Regions from separate parts of the Zea mays genome. Here region 2 is linked to region 1. A link is a contact called in public Hi-C data. All regions are on one chromosome and are shown on one strand. The core of a region is the stretch at or near the end of the contact, and the rest is flanking DNA. Distances in the headings are between cores, read along the strand shown. Region 1 holds the start of LOC103652124 (kinesin-like protein KIN-12F). Region 2 holds the start of LOC103650456 (probable histone acetyltransferase HAC-like 3).

Region 1 (5,422 bases), core at 1,826-4,325:
CTCCCACCTACTCTCAATGATACAGGTGAAAACACTGTGGGAGCGGCTACTCTCACGGTTCATATTTGTAGCAGCCACTCTTCTATTTGCAGAACCCTGGAGCAGGTTTTGGCCAAGTGCAAAATTTTAAATAATATGGACAGTTTACCAGATATTCACAAGAAAAAGATCGAAAGGCAAACATACCTGCATCAGGAGTTTTATTATGTCACTGGCACAGCCAACTTCGAATTCAGTCAAATTTTCGACGTACACTCCATTCCTTATATCTTCTCGGAGCTGCACATAAAAAAATAGTACATATCGTGGTGCCACATTGAAAAGGTCATGTCAACTCGAAGCTACAACATGAAACCTTACTGGGAGATTTGTGGCAGAAGGATCAAGAAGATCTGTAATTTGTTCATTATATATCTCCAGGAAAGAACACTTGCAACTGTATTTGAGCTTCTCATCTCTCCTGCTCTCTTCTTCCTATCATTTTCAGTTTCACATAACAAAGCAATGGTTATAGCACATACAATACTTTTTTAGGCAAAACTGCAGGAGTTCCCTCACGTGCCTTTGCATATGTATTGGCTCCATTTGGTTTGAGGGATTAAAGATTAGTCCCTCTATTTTAGTCTCTAAAGTGTCAAACGGTGAGACTAAAACAGGGATTAAACGGCTTTAGTCCCTAGTCCCTCAAAGGGTAACTAAAAGGGACTAAACCATATTAATTCCACCTTTTGACTCTCATTTATTTCAGTTATACTAATGGCGGGTAGCCTGCAGCCGCAGCTGCTCCAGCTGTTCGCGGCTGCAATCCATAGAGACAAAATACTGTATAAGCCACAGCCGGATTAAAGCCGCAGTGAACATTTTGGTCTTTTTATGAGTCATTTAATACGTTCTGAATACTTTTAATCACCGGGACCAAACATTGTAGGGACACTAAAAGAACCAAACATGCCCAAGGGTACGGTGAAAAGTGGTACGTCCATGCACGAGATACATGATCATAATAATGAACAGTGTATGTTTGAAACTTCCGAAGAGATAAAAATAATATTATAATATTACCGCTTTAATTCTGGCAAATAAGAACTCAAAAATGCGTGGTGTCATCCCTCGGTCTGGACTAGGCCTTACTTCCAGATCGCTTATTTCACCAAGCATTGTATATGTTTTTCCGCTTCCGGTCTGCAAACGATTGAAAATTCAAAGGAGAGAAATATTCCTTTGGCAAAGAGTAAATCACAAATGAATTTGGTAGACACCTGTCCATAAGCAAACACACAGCTGTTGTATCCAGCCATACAGTTCTCAACCATTGGTAAACCAGCAACTCTGAAGAGCACCTCCTGGAAAAGCAAACTCAGCAGTTAACCACTAACCAAGAACTATAACCCAATCACATGTCAAATTGGATTCTAGCAAACCTGATCCACTGCTTCACAAGCAACATGGTCAAATGTAAAACGAGTTTCGGGCTGCCCAATCCAAGTGATAGTCTGCGCACTTTCTTGTTTCAAGCATCGGTAATAACTGTGCAGGTTCTTTTCGTTATTATTTAGCGGGCGCACACGGATGACGACCTGGAAAATGAACCACAAGTTAAAGAGTGTTTGCTGAAGTTGACTCTCGAACATATGGACGTGTTTAAAACTCAAAGATCAAATAGAAATGCGAACTAAATAGAATTAAACAAATTCATCTTTAGGATGCCCACACAATTAGTAACCAAGGAACATTTATACTGCTCTACACAACCGTAACCAAATCAGCACACGTACTAGTCTCTCTTCACTGTTCCATCAATTGTGTGGTCTGGGAACAATATATGCACATGCATCAAGAACAAACTTCACAAAAACTCATAAATTTCCCAAGGTAGCAACAAGAGACGTGTAGTAGATGTAGTTCACCTGCACATTGTTGTCCATCCAAAAGGAGGGGTCCTCTCGGAGCTCGAAATGAGGCACCTCCACGGAATTCACCACCGTCGGCGGCCCAAGTGACGTCGGCGGTCCCCTCCCCGCCATGGTGAACCCCAGGCCAAACCCTGCCCCCCTGGGCCCGCCACCGCTCATGGGCGGCCTCGACCCGCTCGCCCCAATGCTGTGCGCCGGCTTGGTGACGCTCTTGGTGGGCGTGCTGTGCGTGGACCCGCCCTCGGAGGCCGCCGGCGCCACCGTCACCGCCTTGCCCCGATGCGCACGGGGCGTGGTCATCGCGCAGTGCGGGGTTGCCCCCACGCCGACCCGCGGTGGGGCCTCGTCGGCGCGGGGCGGGACCCAGCCGAACCGGCTCCGCGTGGCGGCCTTCTCGGGGGTCCGGAACGGGAGCTTGGACGGCGTCGGCGCCGGCGACTCGGGCTTCCGCTTCAGACCGGACGCCGGCGGCTGGATAGCGAGCAGCGGAGGGCGGCCGGGGTCCGTGGCGGCGACGGCGACGCCAACGGCCGCGACATCTGGGACGACGCCCGGCGAGTTCTCGTCGTTGCCGGCTTCCGAGGCGGAAGCCTTCGCCGGAGTTCGGCGGAGCGCGGCGTGATCCCTCACCATTCTGCGGCGGCGCCAAACTTATAAGACTTGGCACCAAGAGGTGTGGTAAAAAAATTCCAACCGCACGAAACACAGTCAGAGCTAGCTGTTGCAAATGCTGGGAGGACGAGGCGGCGGAGGCACCTGAGCGGGGCGGAGGAGGCGGAGGCGGCGAGCAGGAGGATGGTGAGGCGGCGAATGGTGCTCTCTATCGTCTGCCGCCGCGGCCGCCTTCTGAGAGCTGAAGGAGCATGGGGAGGAGATCCGCGTCAGAGGAACAGGAGATTTCAAAATTTGGATGGAGAAATTCAGATCGCGCCGAACTCGATTCGAACCACTTGAGTGGAGTGGAGGAGCTCAGGAACAGGAGTGGCGGAACAAAGACGCTGCAGAAGGCGCAGAGCAACAGGAGCTGCCCCCGGCAAGGAGTGTTCACTTCTAGAAGGTTCTAGAACCCTCCCTAGTCCCTCCTCTCCGCGCCCTGTCTGCTGCTTGAAGAAGGACTGAGACTGGGACTGGGAGGAACAGTGGCGAACGGCGCAGTGTATTGTGCCTTGCCCGTTGGTCGAGACGAGGGGCCGCGTGGGGCCCGCTGGAAGGGCCGATAGGATTTGAATCGAAGCGGAGGCATTCGAAATGGACGGCCGCGATCTTATCCCTGGAGGCGGTGGACGGCTCGGATGGGATCACGCGGCGGCCAGTGCCCCGCGAGGAGGGTTCGAATTTGGAGGGTCGTGAGGTCAGATCGGAGACAAATGACAAATCTTTGTTTAATTTGAAAGCGTTTACCATCTGTGTTACATTATTACATCCCGTCTGATCGAAATTTTGGGGGCTCCATAGGGCAGTGAAAAAGTTTACCGTCATCTATATATCATTAGAGTCGAGGAGCATATATTCATTCCAAAGTTTACATGCTGCTAATAACATTAATTTTACTCGTCGATATATTATTAGACCAATAGTATATATATTGATTAGGCCATTCGTAGCTGTCCGCTAGAAAGAGTGAGTAGTTGATTCTACAAAATAACCACTAAAAATATAAATTTGGTCTAAAATAAGGGTTAGTGCAATACTAAACCAATTTCGAGTAGAGAGAAGGAAAAGCGAAGTCCTGGTCACTTGATTGTTATTTCTATACTAATCTATTAAGAATCTAATGTGGGCATGATACCACGGCTTCACCTTCACTCTAGGTCCATCACCACACTACGCAAAAAAAATAGTGCAAAGGGAGCACTCGAACTCACACCCCCTTTCTTCAGAAATTTGAGGTTAAGCACCAGACCACAAATACCTTATGTTTAGAAATAAACAATAGTTATGTTTGAGTATATAATAACCGTACCAAAGCACGGGCAACTGGCTAGTCAAGATATAATAGATTAAGAGCAATATCACAAGTGAATTTGAAAGACTTAGAAGAGGAAGAAAAATTACAAGCAAATAAGCACACAAGGCATGATGATTTTTTCCATTGTTCGGCCGATACTAAAATGCTTGTCTACTCCATGTTGTGGTGTCCCAACGGATAAGGGTTGCACTTAACTCCTCTTAAGTGATCCAAAGATCAAACTTAATATAGTTATCCTCGCAAGAAATCTCTACAAGTTGAAGCATTTTATTGTCGTACACATATTGATGGAGTTTACTACTCAGTAACAACACAAGAGATGGGAGAATACACACAAGAGCAATGCAGCAACACATTGCAAGAGAAAAAATCACGAGAGCACAAAGTCACAAAGACACAAGAACAGCTCAGAAACGACGCTTGGATCTCACTAAATCATTAGAATGCGTTGCAATAGAGTGTTGGAGTAATGTATTGCTCTTGGAGTGCTGAAGAGGTGCGCCATGGAGGTATTTTTATAGCCCCCAAAAGACCCATAGCAGTCGCCCCTTCCTTGCAAAAAAAAATGTCAAAATCTGGCTGACTACGGGTGCACCAGAGTGCTTGGGTGCTGAAGAGATGCTCCACGGGGGCATTTTTATAGTCCCAAAAGGCCCATAGCGGTCGCCCCTTCCTTGCAAAAAATACCAAAATCTGGCTAACTGTGGATGCACCAGTCCGATGCACCACAGGACCGGGTCCATGTGCTCCGAGTCTGGGATCTGATTGGGCGCCTTCCTTAGCTGGTAGGCACCGAACCGGTCCGGTGCACCTCCGGATTGGGTGCCACGTTAGCTAGCCTTTGGCCAGCGTGCACCTGTTAGAGAGTGTCGTTGAAGGCAGTCCAGTGCGCCATCGAACCATGAACAGTGAAGATCGTTCAGCCATACAGGTGGTCCGATCACTACAAAAAACTGGTTAAAGAACGTGGGTGAAAAACCGTCGAACTTAATGTAATAGGCCGTCGAACTTACCATAAGAACGTGGGTTTACCGACGAATATAGCCGACGGCGATTTTTGGACGAACTTAAAGAAGTAAGTTCGATGGCCCCCACGTTCTTAAGGTTAAGAACGTGGGTACCGTCGAACTTAACAATAAGAACATGGGTACCGTCGAACTTAACAATAAGAACGTGCGTTATTAAGTTCGACGGAGGCCATCGAATTTGTTCTCATAAGTTCGACGGTACCCACGTTCTTATTGTTAAGTTCGACGGGGCCACGTGGCCGTCGAACTTATCTGGCCTGCGTGGGTCTGTACCCACGTTCTTATCCCTTTTTCAGAAAAAAAATAAAAAATACAGAAATAAAAAATTAGACAAACATAAAATCACATGCAACACAGAATATCACATACAATACATATTTCAAACACATGGAGTATTTGGAAGCAACCGTCAGTCTACTCGTACAGGTATGATATACTACCATAATAAAGAATGTACAGCTGATCTGAGAACAAGGATGATTCTATCCCAATTCCTATCTGTCTCACTCCGC
Region 2 (5,422 bases), core at 1,496-3,995, 790 kb after region 1:
ATTAATGGGTTGTAGATGGGCCACCAAATAAAAGTCCATACCACTCTTTTTTTCCTTTCCTTTTCCACTTCCTTTTTTCTTTCTAACATCTTTTGACATATTATAATTCAAAAAAAATGCTTGAGTTATGTACATTAGAGTCTCATTGGAGTGTTCAGAACCTAATTTTGTGTGCAAATATATATATATATATACACACACACACATCTCGCCTTAACTCTCTATATTTTCCTACCTTTATATATGAGTAAGGCGCCAGCTCACCTTACACTTTTCCGCTTAAAAGGTAAAAAGGGGGTCGCTCGCCTAAAACTCACCTTATCGCCTTAATAACTATGCTCATGTACTTTGTATATCATCACCATTGGACCTCAATACTATCATCCAATAAAGTTTCTCTTATTTGTAACATGATACCACAGATAGCTTTGTAGATTTTTAGGATGTATTCAAGAACAAGATTTTCAGACCTAAATAAAAGATACTAGCATGCTATATAATGTGTTGTGGTTGCATCGCAGAACGAAAGAACACACCTGCGGATCAATTTTGTATAGCAGGTTGTCAATGATTTCTGAAGCTTTCAGTAATGAATCTGGGCACAAGTTACAAAATTCTTCTCTATTTCTCAGGCATGTTTCACTGGATACAAGAAAAGAGACATCAGAATATGCAGTGTGAAAAAGAAAACATAGGCAAAAGGAAAGAAAATAATGAAATCAATTATCTCCTTTTAAACCACTCTTTATTGTTCCTGATAAAATTTCAAATCACTGGCTTATGAAGGAAAAGATGTACACTAAAGATAGATAAAAATAACTAGTACTCAAAACGGGAAGCATATATAACTAAAGAAAGTTGTTTATCTGACTGGAATCAAGTAAAATTGAATAAAAACAAGTAAAATCTGCAGCTAGATGCTCATGAATACAGTGCAACACCATATACTGAGGTATAAGATTAACTATGCTGCATCAGCAGAATACAAATAAAATGAAGAATTCAGCCTTGTAAGATGTAACAATTCATTATGAAGCATTATAGACGAGTAATGGTGCAGGCTACCTACGTGAGCACAGGGAAATACACAGAAACGAAATCTTAGTTGCAACTATCAGATATTTTCATACAAAATTCTTAATCTTTGTTACAAAATTGTCTTCCCACATGAGAAAATGCACCACAGTCTTCTAGAGCTGCACAAAGAGTGGATGATTCTGATAATAGGGAAGTAGCAATTGAGAATATAGGTCGTGTATTTCAAGTGGGGGATGGGATTGCCAAATTGCAAACATATGGCCAACAATACATTAGATGTGAAAATGAACTCATTCAAGAGCGAAAAAAAGAACCAAATGCAATGAATTAGCAGTGTGAACCATGTATCAGTAGTGACATGTTTTCTTGTTGACAGCAAGTGCAGAGCCGCGTATATTAACAGCAAGTCAGCAACAACAAAATTGCAAGTCAAAACTAGTATTGATGCTGGTGGCTTCCAAACTTACATTCTTTTAATGATGACAGCACGAACCGGAGAGGTACCCTGGTCCATGTTATCCAGCTGAAGCATTTCAAGATCCTCCGGCAGAATCTGTTGCTGAACAGGAAAACTGCTCGGTGTGTAGGCCATAACTTTCCCTTGCAGGGTTTGAGTCATCATGCTTGTAACATTCACCTGAAACGCAGAGATTTTCCAAGTCATCAAGAGCTCGATAAGCAGCTGCAAGCACATGATAGTCATACCACTAACGCAAAGCATAGAAGCACACATGAAGCTGTACTAGATATAGAATGCATAGTCATTGGAATGCGGAAGTACGACAAATCACAAGATCAGTAGATTGCTAGTGCAAAGCAAAGCAGCACAAAAAATCAGTACTAGGAACAGAAAGTAATGTGACTAAAAAGGTAAACAACTTTTACACTGAAGACGAGCATAAAGACCGACCGTTTCCTGAGCACGCTGGCACTAAAAATATCCCAAAATTTGGAGTAGCAGAATGTGGAACGCACCAGTAACCGATGACCACATTGATTCCTTTAGTCTTATACGGCTCAGGTGCTAGACATTGTCACCAGATTGGCCAACCAGGAAGCCGCAAGCGTAACGGCACCGCTACTAACAAAGCGATAACATAAGGATTGCATGCAGCATTCATCACTAAACCCCAATTCTACTGCTACAGACATCATTTGTTTTGTTTTTCCTTTTTTCTGTTCATCAAAGGTTGTCAGAAAATATAATACAATTGATTAACAAGCACACCACAGGGTCAGACGAACCACGCAGGGCGAGAGCACAAGGCGAACGTCGCCTACGACGCCCAAAATCTGAAGAAACCAAGAAAACCCTAACCCTAGGGGATCCGTACGCCGCCTCCAGCAAGTGCCACCAGATCGGATCTGATCGAGCCCTACGTGGGACGGGGAGGGGGAGGGCGAGGGGCGGGGGCGTTACCTAAATTTCCCCTGCGCGATACAGCCGCATGGGACGTCTTCTCCGGGGCCGGCCAGCGGGGGCTCCGGGCGCTCCGGCCTTGCCGGCAGCGGGGCTAGGGGCTAGGGCTAGGGTTTGGGCGGCTGCGGGGAACGGGAAGGAGGCGATCAGAAGGAAGGGGAGGATGGAGAGGGAAAGGGTAAATAAGTCAAGGCCATGGGGGCCACTCGGCGGGTCCAGCTCGCATGTGGATTGGATCCCCAGACGGACCGATTTTGAGACTGTCTTCAACAATCTCCTGCTATGAGTCTATGGCCCTGTTTGGCACAGCTTATTTTCAGCTTCTTCACAAATTTAAGCTGAAGTCCTGCCAAATAGACAGCTTCTTCAGCAGCTTATCAGTTCAGCTGCTTCTCAAAATGAACTAAAAGCAGCCAACAAGCAGAAGCTGCTTTTTACCAGCTTATCAGATAAGCTGCTTTTTCAACAAACAGCAGCTGTCCCAAACAGGGCCTATGACTACTTTAACATCTCTCTTCACCTCCACAGCCCCTTTAAATCCCACAATAATATTCAAATATACATTTTCCTATGACTACCTCAACAACCATTCCTTTTATTTCAACTAGGTAAATACATGTGCGTTGCAACGGGAAAAATAGTGCAACAATAACATTTGTATAGCCATGTGTTGTGGTGTTAATTAAAATTAAGCGGTCTTTAAAACTTTGTAGAGGCAATTGATTGTAACCATGAAGGGTAGGAATTGTTGATGTTCTTGATCCTAATCGCGCTTCAGACTTACTTGTCGGGTTCATCTGTAAAGTCAAAATTATAGACCAAAATCAGGCGAAAAGACCCGTTGAATGAAAATTTCATTTTCCCACTAAACTGCATATTTGTCCTGACCTTTAACTATCCATTGTTTTAATCTTTATATGAGGATAGTCATGCAAAGTTTGTCTATTAAAAAATCCATTGCTATAATAACAATACCTTTTTTTGCTACGTCAACATTCTTGTCCATCAATCCTTCAATTCAGTGTTGTATCTTGATGTCAGGACAATAAGAACAATCTTCGCTGCACCCAGTAGTCTTGATCGAAAGAAGACTGTACTGCTGCACTTATTCTAAATTTGTGGACATTTCTTTAAACCTGAACCTGAAAAACATAACTGATCATTATTGAGAACAAATGGCATATCATATTTATTGCTACCCTATTATTTGAGCATAATGTCATAGCCACATGGATGCAGCTCATGAGTTGAGGCGGCTCGCGAGCCGACTTCGAGGCGAGACAAACCTTCTCCTTCAGCTTGTTGAGTGGCCGAGCCAAGCCGAGCTCGGTCAATTAGCCGATAATTTAGTGCATGCATCGATGCACTCCTTAAGCATGTGCTCAAGTTTGAGCATTTCTTCAAATCGTCTTGTGTATGTGCATTATTAGGAAAATAGATTAAGCTTGACAAATACCTTATGTAGAGATCTAGACGATATACGAGAGTTTCTGCAAATTATGTATAAAACCAATAATTGAAATGTGTTGCAATGTTATGAGTATAATCATTAAGCTAAGGTGCCAACAACTATTGTATAATTACTATTTTGCCAACACCACTCCCAACAGGCTAGCTAACATGTGGGGATTTTTTTCTTTAATCAATCAGCAAAGTACTGAAGAACAAAGCAGAAAAAAAGAAATCTAGAATAGATGTTAAAATAAAGAAATGATAACAAATCAAAGAAACATACTAGAACGGGGTGTGCTTCAACCGGGGAGACTGTCTGAACCACAAGCGCCTCACGAAAAGGACATCAACTGAACATGTGAAATGATGAAAAGCATGGATATCAATGCAAAGAGATGAATCAAGTCAAGCAGACCACACCATGTATAGCTAATAATTTAGTAACAGATTATACATGGAAATGTATTCTGATACATTGGATGAAATTTATTACCACATTATCCCTTAAGAGATTTCCTATAGTTATATAGTTTGACGCAAAAAAATCCAAACAAAGGCAGGTCCTCAAAAGAAGTTTTAATACCAAACCGCACATGCTTTCTCGTCATAAAAAGCTGCCTTATTGCAGTATTTACAATCATGATTCTTGGTGGTTCATAGACTTTCTTTCCTTTGCATAAATACATAGGCAAAAGATGAACAGTTAGTAGGTAAGACTTATTGTAGTGTTTACAATCATGATACTTATTGCAGTGTTTATCATCATCAATATCTATCCAATGCAAATATAAAAATCAGCTACTAAGGGCTGCTTGCATCAAATTGAACGGTTAGCAGGTGAGGTGGAAATTCTATTGTGCAAGGTATTGATAATGAGAATTTAAAGGATGCTAATTTACCTGGCTAAAGATTCCCATGTCAGCACCTTGAACAATACACTAAATCAGCTATCATGAAGGAAAACAACTTCTACCATCCATGCTCTGTTTCGATGCATATTATCATTTAAAAGTGGAAATAAACATGATAGGAATGATCTTGGCTTCAAATAACATATATTAGGGATTGAACAAAACTATATCTTAACTTTATGACAGTCTAATAGTTTGACAATTCATTGTTGTACAATGGTTAAACTATAAGAAACATTACCTATGGCTACAAATATTAGATTAATTGCCTATTTCTTGATAATGAAGAATTCAGACAATTTTGAAAGGTCAAGCAAGAATCACAAGTTATCATCGAGCACTAACCTAGAAAAAGAATAGCAGACAAGACGGATCCTGCTATGCGAACCTGAGGGAAGTACATGTTGTTGTATGTTGTTGTGTCTTGTTTCCTTGAATTTGTCATTCAAATAATCCTACAATAATTTGACAACAAAAACTATTCAAGTATTGATGATGCAACACTGAAAAGTATCCTAGAATAAGAGGAGCATTCAGATGTAAAGCTAAATAGTAAGTCAAACGCCATGTTATGCATAAAAATGAAGGCCCCATTAACCAT

The links. Hi-C and Micro-C count contacts between places; a contact is called where the count stands out from the background.
Region 2: a contact with region 1 is called in a Hi-C map of endosperm, with 2.1 times the contacts expected there. The contact joins the promoter of LOC103650456 here to the promoter of LOC103652124 in region 1. A contact is called at or near these places in 3 of 25 Hi-C or Micro-C datasets (ear, endosperm and tassel).

Annotation. Positions count from the first base shown.
Region 1 is chr3:115,108,131-115,113,552 of Zm-B73-REFERENCE-NAM-5.0, forward strand. LOC103652124 (kinesin-like protein KIN-12F) reads right to left here and starts at 3,076. Exons shown (of 37, transcript XM_008677771.3): 1 at 2,861-3,076; 2 at 2,670-2,766; 3 at 1,908-2,547; 4 at 1,422-1,577; 5 at 1,260-1,343; 6 at 1,063-1,182; 7 at 361-474; 8 at 187-279; 9 at 1-96. The coding sequence starts at 2,546. LOC103650443 (DNA polymerase epsilon catalytic subunit B) reads right to left here. Exons shown (of 14, transcript XM_035966268.1): 14 at 5,230-5,422.
Region 2 is chr3:115,895,629-115,901,050 of Zm-B73-REFERENCE-NAM-5.0, forward strand. It overlaps LOC103650456 (probable histone acetyltransferase HAC-like 3), which reads right to left and starts at 2,746. Exons shown (of 17, transcript XM_008676047.3): 1 at 2,459-2,746; 2 at 1,506-1,675; 3 at 537-642. The coding sequence starts at 1,660.